Regions from separate parts of the Mus musculus genome. Here all the other regions are linked to region 1. The links are chromatin contacts, called in public HiCAR-type and promoter capture Hi-C maps. All regions are on one chromosome and are shown on one strand. Each heading gives the region's core, a stretch centred on a gene start, on an enhancer-like site or on the middle of the called end of the contact. The rest is flanking DNA. Distances are from core to core; before and after follow the strand shown. Region 1 holds the start of Gria2 (glutamate receptor, ionotropic, AMPA2 (alpha 2)). Region 2 holds the start of Tdo2 (tryptophan 2,3-dioxygenase). Region 3 has its middle 33 kb from the start of A830029E22Rik.

Region 1 (3,096 bases), core at 222-2,721:
GGTAGAGTGCCAATAGGCGCGCAAGAGGGAGGGGGTTGGGAGATCCTCTTTAGAGGCGCCAGAATCAAGCAAGAACCCCCTGAATTCGAAAGAACAGTCCAAGTCCAACCCCTACCCCAGATTCTAGGGTGCACATACTGCGCATACTGTTCAGTGCCTTTTGTCCCCACTTCACTGCCCGCCGGTCAGTGGGGGTCCCAAAGATTACAGCCACCTTCTCGCTGTACCTTCACACGCACGCGCGTGTTCAGTCACTCCCACCCACACATGACAAGCCAGCAACACACACACACACACACACACACACACACACACACACACACACACACACACACAGGCACACCATCCTTCACTGGCATTCACAGGCTTGCTTTCCCTGTGTCCCTGTGCAGCACTGGAAAGATATGAATATTCATTACTTACAAGCATTGGTGACTGCGAAACTGTTGGCTACCTCCAAATTGTCGATATGGGGTGTCAGTCTGAACTCCGAAGTGGAAAACTGAACCATCCCTACCCGAAATGCACTGTATTCTTGATCAGCGCCCCTTGGAAATAGCCCCCCTGCAAAAATAAACAGCAAGCAAGAGAACGATGTCAGAGCCCTGGAGAGATAAGAGTGGGATGCTAGCACCCAACAGCCCCAGAGTCTCTTATTCACACTACCCGCTATAATAAACGTAATCAGTGAGTTGGGCAGCAAGGATCCAAAAGGTGCTCAACGGATCCAAGGCAAGGGGGAGAGTCTAAAGACCAAAAAGATTCTCCCTTTTAATCTTGAGCTTTGCGATCATTTCCCTGAAAATCTGAGCACACTAGGAGATGCCTTCAAGGCAGAAGTAACGCAGTACCCGGTCAGAAATGAACAGATCCTTTCCCCTCTATTGTGTCAAAAGGCATAGTCATTTCTTTTTGCTTCAGCCTAAGAAAATCATGTATATTCTAGGTAGTTTCAATCTGGAATGCAGTCAAGGTATGACATAAGTCTACATGACATGAATTAATTTGCACACTGTGAACAAAGATTACCACCAAATTATGCACAATTCAAAGGCATAACACAAAAGGTACCTACCTATCTGTATGCTGTTAGAAGAGACACCAAAAATCAGTCCCCATAAAACAGGAGAAAGGAGGACAGAAATATGCATAATCTTTTGCATTTCCAAGAAAAGTAGAGCATCCACAAAATATCCCCTCGTTTCCCTTTCCTCCTTTTCCTTCTTTGACCGTTTTCCTCAGCAAATTAGATCCTCTGCATTTTGAGGTCGAAATTTAGCAAGGAGCTGCTAAAACCACGAAGTGAAGGCAGAAGAATCCTTATCTCCCAGGTTTAGCTGGTGGCTGTTGATGCCTGCGTCCTGTCCCTGCTCCTGAAGTCCGAGGACTGGCTGAATGCAGTTTTTAGCTGAGCTGCTGCTGTGGTCCCGGTGTCTGGGAATATCAGCACCCTCCCGTGCACTCACACAATCACCCTCTCTCGAGCTCTCTTCTCCCTCTCTCCTCTCTCACACGCGCGCGCACACACATACACACACATACACACACACACACGCACACACACAGGAAAGTCACAGAGAGGGGCAGGCAGTCCCGGGCGCGCGTGCGCGACTCGAGGCAGGCGGCGAGCTCGCGCACCCACCCCTCCCCCGCACAGCGCCCCGCACCCCGCACAGCCCTGGCAGCTTCTGCGCGGTGCCGAGAAAGCGCGGCTCAGAGCCGGGCAGCCTGGTGCCTCTTAGAGACCTCCAGTCTTGCGCATTCGATTTTAGCACCGCGGACAGCGCTTTGGTCCCTGCTATGGGCTGAGGTTGCAGGGTTTACTGTAGCTGCAGAGATGTTCCAGCCAGATCCAAATGCTGCAAAACTGATTTCCGGTTGCTATGCCTAGGAAGCCGAACTGCTAATTGCTGTTGGCGGCGAAGCTTTCTTCCGTAGGGCCCTGTTTTACATTGAGCACAACGAATATGATTTGATTGTCTCAAAATCCACTTAGCAGTATCCACACACTGCCTTCTGCCTCAGCTGACCCAGATAAAAAGCAAACAAAATACTCCCTGAAGGGACAACTCCCAAAATCGTGAACTTTAGCTTCCTATAATGCAAGCATAATCTCAGGGAAACCCAAAATTCTATCCTTAACTATAAAAGGATGCCAAGACCCGGGTAACTCGATCAAACCTTTGAAAGACTTCGTGTAGGAATCCATCTTTAGAGTATGCCCCTTTGGATAGTGGTTCGATTGTTCAAGCCACATTGCCTGTGGATTGCTCTTGTACTACAGTGCAGACTCCCCCCTGCTGTAGAGTCATGTAGACTTGGCTCTTAGATGTCCGTTTTGTATAGAGATTGAAAGAACCGTAGGTTTCTGCGGGGGGGGGGGGGGGGGTAGTAGTCTAGAATGGATGTATCACTCTTAGTTACAAACCAGATACCCCATTACATTATGGCCTTAAGTTTCAAAAATAATCACTGCCTCAAGGAAGTAGGTTACCTCATTACACCGAGCCTGCTTGGGTATCTGGATTGTAACGAATACATTAAAAATTAAAGTTTGTGAGAAGGGGCTTGGTAAAGCATAGCGATGATTGTATATGCCTGTGAAATCTATGTTCAAAACTCCACTTCATGCCAAGCCATCTCTATATACCTGCGTGGCAAGTCTCTCTGCAGCCTCAGAAATTCTTTACCAAATTGTATGTGTTTTGTTTTAAACAGAGAAATGAAAGAGGTCTCATTTCAGAGATCTGTTGCCAGGAGCCAGGAGATTGAAGCTGACAGCATCAAAGGGAAAACTGGCTGATGGCCCAAAGTGCATGAAAGCACACCATAGTTAAACCTTATGGAGAAAATGTGACTTTAATATCACACATGGTTTTTAACCATCATAAATCATACTTTGCCTTAGTCACTGGGTCTAAAAGTCCCTATTTATTAAAACAAATTTTAAAATACATGTTTCTCATGAAAATGAGAAGGAATGAAGAAAAGCAAAAAAGCAAAGTAATACCCGTGACTTCCAAATATTGTAAGCTTGTGATTTTAAGTCATTCTCCACCCCCTCTGTTACTCACTCTCTTTCTCCTCCCCTGTTTC
Region 2 (3,096 bases), core at 444-2,943, 1.2 Mb after region 1:
TTTAGCTTGCAAATCCTTTGTGAAATTTTGAGAGCTGAAAGGTCTCTCTTGAATTAAGGACAAAGCTAGGAGACTAGTATAATCTTTTGTCCACTGAACGGACCACAAAGATAAGGACAAAAGGCCAGAGAGGGTCCTGCGAAATTTTATGTGACACAAAATATTCTCATGAGTATCTATGGACAGTTTCTCAGTCTTTTATGACCTTACAGATAAAGACACATTTGCACTATTGGTGACGGATAATTGCAACACTCACTCCTCGTTGCTCACCCTCAAAGCTCACCTTGATGAGTTATGATGAATAGGTGCTCGTCATGGATTTTGTTCCCTTTTACTTCACTCTGAAGTTCTTGCGCATTCAAAATCTTTTCCAACTTTAAATAAGAAAATGAGAAGATGGATCTTAAGATTTCAGCTCTAGGGTTGTGCACACAGACATTAACAAGAAGCAGACTACAATTCTGGAAAAAGTACCCCTGAGTCAAGTCCTTTCAAACTGTGATCGGTCTTTAAAAAAAAAAAAAAAAAAAACAGTAAATGAGTTTCATCATCAACAACAAAAAGTAGGTTAAATTTGCGATTTTAAGAATAATTGTAGTTGCCGTTCTTCTCCAAAATCCTCAGTGAGACAGCACTGTCCTCTCAAATGCCAGTGTTCTCAGGACAGTATGGTGGGAAGCCAACCGTTTGCTTCAAGTCTGCAATACTTTTCTTTCCTCCTACTCAAAGGCTTCTGGCGGGTTTTACATTCATTATCACTTCATCCTTACAAAACTACCAAAGAAGCACGAGAACTTTAACCATTTCCCACCTTAAATTTTTAATCTGAAAGCGAACCATAATCACCTCCCAATTCCCAATGGAAAGCTGTCTTTTATTTCCTAATGGTTTTGAGAAGGTTCTGTGTACCTTTAACATTTCTACATTGTAATGTGGAATTTGCAGATTTCCGATGGGGATTTGGGGTTCTGACCCCCATCTTTTCACATGTGCTGAGCACAGCCCGTCTGCTATCTGCCCTGTGCTTTATCTTTCACAATCTCCTGTCCAGATACAGAACTTTCTGCTGTTGCAGAGCCTCTTCTAGGAAGGAACATTTCACCACTCAACGTGCCATAGCAGATTTGAATAGGCACAGATATCTACGAATAGAAAGGTCCGAAGGTTCAGAAAACTACTGGTGATTGAAAAAAAAAAAATACAGTCAAGTGAAAGACCATTTAGAGACAATTTAGTGGCTGATGACAGCAGCTAAAGCCAGCGAGGGGTTGGTTGCCAGCACCTACCTGCAAGTAATTGCCATAGATAAGTCCTCCTTTGCTGGCTCTGTTTACACCAGTTTGAGCTCTGTCTTCTTCATTGTCCTCCATAGATACGTTTTTCAAAGTGTATCTGCATTTTGAGTGAATGACACAAAAAATTAAAACAAACAAACAAAAAAACCAAAAGCAGAGTGCCCATAAAATAAGAAAGTACAACTCTGTTTCTAATTCTGTCTGGTTTATTAATAAATTAACAGACTAATAAGAAGCAAGGAATTAACTTTTAAGTCCAGGAATTTGACTGTTTATAGGCTAAGGCTGGAAAGTTCCCTTCCATATAAACAGAGATAAACACTCACCCTACACTGTTTCCTGCAAACGGGCACCCACTCATAGTACTGAAGTGTCTCAGGACCACACAGGTTTGCTAGGTCAGGAATGGTATCAACCTTCCCAGATACTTTAGTGCTTGCCTTTTATGTATCCTGATTGCCAGACACAGCCAATCAGCACCCAGCTTACACTCTTAGCCCGGATCTCATTTCGTACTGGTTCAGAACTGAGCCTCTGTAACTTGGGGGTGGATTTTTGTTGGGGCACAGCTTGTTTGCTAGCAGGGCGTGCCAAACCCTCTAACTTGCCAAGTTGAGCTTTTATATCCAACATAGAAGACATCAAATAAATCAATAGAGGCCAAGTCCATAGACATTTACACTTAACTACTTAATTCCAATAAAGTTTTCTATTAGCATAAGAATCCTTAAAGAGAATGGCATTATAGGCAAAAGTTTAACTTCTCCCAGTAGTGTAGTCTCCTGACTTCTGAGAAACAAGTATTGAAATGTCAGCCCTACTCAGTAGGGGGAAAAGAATAATCTCTGGGAAGTAGAGGGAGAGAGAGATCTAGAAGGGAGAGAGGAGGGGCAGGGAAAAGGAAGGGCAGTTCAGATATGGGAGGAGATGGGGGAGAAGTACAGAGGGTCAGGAGTTTGAAAGTAGCTGTGTAGCAGTGGGGGAAGGGGAATTGGGAGTAGCCACTAGGAAGTCCCAGATGTCAGGGACCCAAGAGGTTCCCAGGACCCAAAAGGGAGAACATTAACTCAAATACCCAACAAAGGGGAGATAGAACCTGTAGACCCCATATCCAATGGACAGGCATGGCCCCTAGCTAAGGGATAGGGCCACCCACCCACCTCAAAAATATTAATCCAGAATTCCTCCTCTCAAAACGAAATGCAGGGAGAAAAAGTGGAGCAGAAACTGAAAGAAAGGTCATCAAGAGACTGCCCCACCTAGGGATGCAACTCATCTGCTGACATCAAACCCAGACATTATTGCTGATGCCAAGAAGTGCTTGCTGACAGGAGCCTAGTATAGTTGTCCCCTGAGAGGCTCTGCCAGAGCCAGACCAATACAGATGCAGATGTACAGATTCAAACATTGGACTGAGTGTAGGGACCCCAATGGAGAAGTTAGGGCAAGGACTGTAGGAGCTGAAGGGGTTTGCAACTTCATAGGAAGAGCACCAATATCAACCAACCAGACCCCCTAAAGCTCCCAAGGACTAAACCACCAACTAAAGAGTACACATGGAGGTATCATGGCTCCAGCTAGATATGTAGCAGAGGATTGCCTTATCTGGCATTACTGGGAGGGGAGCCCATTGGTCTTGAGGAGGCTTGATGACCCAGGATAGGGGAACACTAGGGCATTGATGCAGGAGTGGGTGGGCAGGTGGGGGAGCACCCTCATAGAGGCAGGGGGAGGGAGGAGGGGATGGGGACTTGTGTGTGGGGGAAACTGGGAAGAGGGTCAACATTTGGAATGTAAA
Region 3 (3,096 bases), core at 368-2,867, 1.0 Mb after region 1:
ACAAAGTTTTCTCTTTTTTTTCTCAGTGTGACCTCTGACTCTGAAAGAGCACCTATCCTTCCTTTCTTCTGATTGTCTCCTCCATCCTTAAAATTCTGAGAAGACTAGAAAATTAAACTGATTTTAGCAAAGTTAAGTTTGAATACTTCAATATATATTGGGTCTCTATGCTGAGTGTTTCTAAGAGTACAAGTTGTTTAGTACCTCAAGGAGATGGAGAAAGAAGAGCAGGGGAAGAGAATAAAGAGGACACACTAAAGAAACAAAGAACTAAGCAACAAATACCACCTCACTACAGGGATCCTAATCCCCAGTCTTACAGAATTTCTTCCCCCTCTTCAGCAATGATCCCTGAGCCTTCGGGAGAGGTTGAGTGATACTGATGTGTCATTTAGAGTTGGTTGCTTTACTGTAGGTTTAATAGTAGTGGGTTTCTCTTTATTAATCTCCATCTACTGGATCAAAAGGGAGCTTCTCTGATGAGGGTTTAGAGAGGCATTAATCACTGAAGAGTTAAGACTTTACAGGTTAGTTTATTACTGTATCTATTGACAACACCATTGCACACACGAATTCACAGTTCACAGACAACCTGCACAAGGTCAAGAGAGATAAAGTCCAAGCATGAATGGAGGATGAGCTACAAAACATTTACAGTTTTCAAGGCTAAAATCATGTTTAGACCTATTTCCAGTTAAAATGACAGCTCCTACACATGCATGCAAATAATATTATATGGACTGAGTTGGATATAAATACAATTCACTTATATGGATTTACGTTATATATATAAATATGGATGTAAATTTTACCTATAACATATATAAAAACATATTTATACATATAAGAACATATTTGTAACCTATATTACATATATAAATATATAATATAAAAATATATAAAAACAATTAAAGGAAAAGAAGCTATGGATTTGAGAGAGAAAAGAGGTTGATGGGAGTTGTTAGAGGATGAAAGAGGAAAGGAAAATAATATAATTATACTTTAATCCAAAAATTATTAATTTTAAAAGTGTCCTGTAGAACCAGCTGCTATTATGCATGGGAGAATATTTTATCATATGACGTTGGTGAAGGAGTATGGCAAGATATATATTTTTCAGCTCAGGTATGGGCAAGCAAAAAGCAAACAAGCAAGGTTGTATAAAATGACAATGTAAACAACTCAAAGCAACTTATAAGGCTTATGTTTTGGGAAACCAAACTGTAGGATAGGAAGTTCCTTAGGTGAATGATTCAAAACTATGGTTTCAAAGAACCTTGTAGGTTGCCATGAATCTTCATTAAAATATTTTAACTTAATGGAATATATTAAACTAATCATCCAGAAATACCATGCTCTGATTCAAAGCAAAACTTGTGCATTTTCAAGACTTATTTTTTGAACAATAAAAATAAAGGTAACTTTTACTACCTTTATTTTATGTTATAGGATATATGAACTAACTCCTCGTGCCAAGCCCTACAAATCAAATGTAAATGAGGGTAAAGTGCGGGAGACAAATAGTCTCCTCCCCCCCCCCCCCTCATGTCCAGACAGTCTTGGAGAGGAGCTGTGGGTCTGTGTACCAGAGGCTTTGCACGGAGAACTCTGGCCCTGCCTGGTGTGAGAATTCCAGCGAGGGGAAGCAGTGCAGGCAGGGAGGGGAAGTCCCTTCTGCCAGTTCTGCGGCTGCAGTTGACTCCACCTTGTCTCTGCCATGCCTTCTAGGTTTAAAGATTTCTCCTTGCTGCCCTGCAAGTAGGGCTGGGCCAACAACAGACTGACCAGGCAGTGAGGAGTGCAGCAGAGCTTTAGGCAGCACTTGGGGAGAGCAGACCTTTTCCAAAATGTTACAGCTCTCAGAACAGAAGGCTCAGACGATGGAGTAGTTCTCCTACACTTTTAATCCTTCCGGATAGGATTTTTACATACAGCTTTGGTGTGGGTAAGGGTCTGAAAACAAATGCTTCTCGTTGGTTTGGTATGAGAGCTTTGGGGAAACCTTATTTGCATGTGGGAGGGCTTGGTGCTGCTCTGCGGGGGTGGGGTGGGGAGCTGTAGGAGGCTGTAGCTATGTGAGACAGCACACAGGAGACAGGAACCCAGGAGGCGTGGCTGAACATTTGTCATCCCATGCAGGTGGAAGTCTCCACCCATCTGGTCACCAGGGTTCCAGACCTTTGCTCAACCGGGGACCAGGCTGTCAGTGCACAGCCGACTGCTGCACAAGGAGCTATATCACCTGTGTTGATAATCATGTTAACTCTGAAACCAGCCTTGTAAATGTACCCTCTGCACTCACTCTCTCCAAACAAACTCTTCTCAGTTCAAGGCAGGACAGGATATGATTCTTGCGTGTCTTAAAGATGTTCCCTTTCTCTGCCCCACACCCGGCTTGTATATGGACTTCACTGCTTATTACTGTCTTCTAATTATTTCACACAAATCCCTGCCAAAACCCAGAAACGGCAGACCAAAGCTCATAAAGAATAGCGGGGGACATTTGCAGACTATGAAGGCTCACGTGAACAATTTTACTTTGTGTGTGGATGTGTTTGTGTCGATGCATGTGTATGCGTAGAAAAGTGTCCATGTGCATATCAGTCAGAGGACAACATTGCCTTCGGTTCCCTAGGCACTGTCCACCTTTTACTTGAGATAGGTCTCTCGGTGGCCTAGAAATTTGCCGAATAAGTAACAATAAGTTTCCAGGGATCCAGTGCCTCTACTTCACAAACTGTCATCTCTCCGGTGACACGTGTTTGCTGCTTTGTCTGGGGTTTTAGACAGGGTGTGGCGATCTGGACTCTGGTCCTTATACTTGCAAAGCAGGTATTCTCTCTACTGAGATGCCTTCCCAGGAGGTCTCACTTTAAAGTACATACTTTTGTCAGCTGTATTGGGTGAGGAAATTGAGTGAAACTTGATAACTTCACCCGTTCCAATATGATACTTGAAGACAAAACTGATAGAGCTTTTACAAAATCTCAACTCAAATTTCAACACCAGAAAGGAACAAACTGCACACTCTGGTCTGGTGAAGATAACATAGTTGAATTCCAAAAGAGCCGTGAGTACATAAAAACATTTTCAGCC

Evidence for each region. Promoter capture Hi-C pulls out the DNA fragments that hold promoters and counts their contacts. HiCAR-type assays count read pairs that join an accessible place to other places.
Region 2: a HiCAR-type map of astrocytes shows a contact between it and region 1, with 4 times the contacts expected there. The contact joins the promoter of Tdo2 here to the promoter of Gria2 in region 1. A contact is called at or near these places in 2 of 39 promoter capture datasets (cranial neural crest and hippocampal neurons), 1 of 115 datasets of contacts at active chromatin or transcription factors (astrocytes) and 1 of 9 other capture datasets (liver).
Region 3: a promoter capture Hi-C map of hippocampal neurons shows a contact between it and region 1, with 5 times the contacts expected there. The contact joins the enhancer-like site here to the promoter of Gria2 in region 1. A contact is called at or near these places in 12 of 39 promoter capture datasets (the 3T3-L1 cell line, the SN4741 cell line, embryonic stem cells and 7 more) and 5 of 115 datasets of contacts at active chromatin or transcription factors (SST interneurons, astrocytes, embryonic forebrain and 2 more).

Annotation. Positions count from the first base shown.
Region 1 is chr3:80,801,222-80,804,317 of GRCm38.p6, forward strand. Gria2 (glutamate receptor, ionotropic, AMPA2 (alpha 2)) reads right to left here and starts at 1,472. Exons shown (of 16, transcript NM_013540.4): 1 at 1,076-1,472; 2 at 424-564. The coding sequence starts at 1,163.
Region 2 is chr3:81,974,035-81,977,130 of GRCm38.p6, forward strand. It overlaps Tdo2 (tryptophan 2,3-dioxygenase), which reads right to left and starts at 1,694. Exons shown (of 12, transcript NM_019911.2): 1 at 1,625-1,694; 2 at 1,290-1,395; 3 at 287-377. The coding sequence starts at 1,659.
Region 3 is chr3:81,833,879-81,836,974 of GRCm38.p6, forward strand. No RefSeq gene overlaps it. Among named protein-coding and RNA genes, the nearest start is that of A830029E22Rik, 33 kb to the left of the region's middle. Within about 2 kb of position 1,618, at least 56 of the 459 cell types and tissues checked have an H3K27ac peak or open chromatin away from gene starts, as enhancers often do. A contact at or near this core is called in embryonic stem cells, hippocampal neurons, neural tube and 1 more, where this site is marked.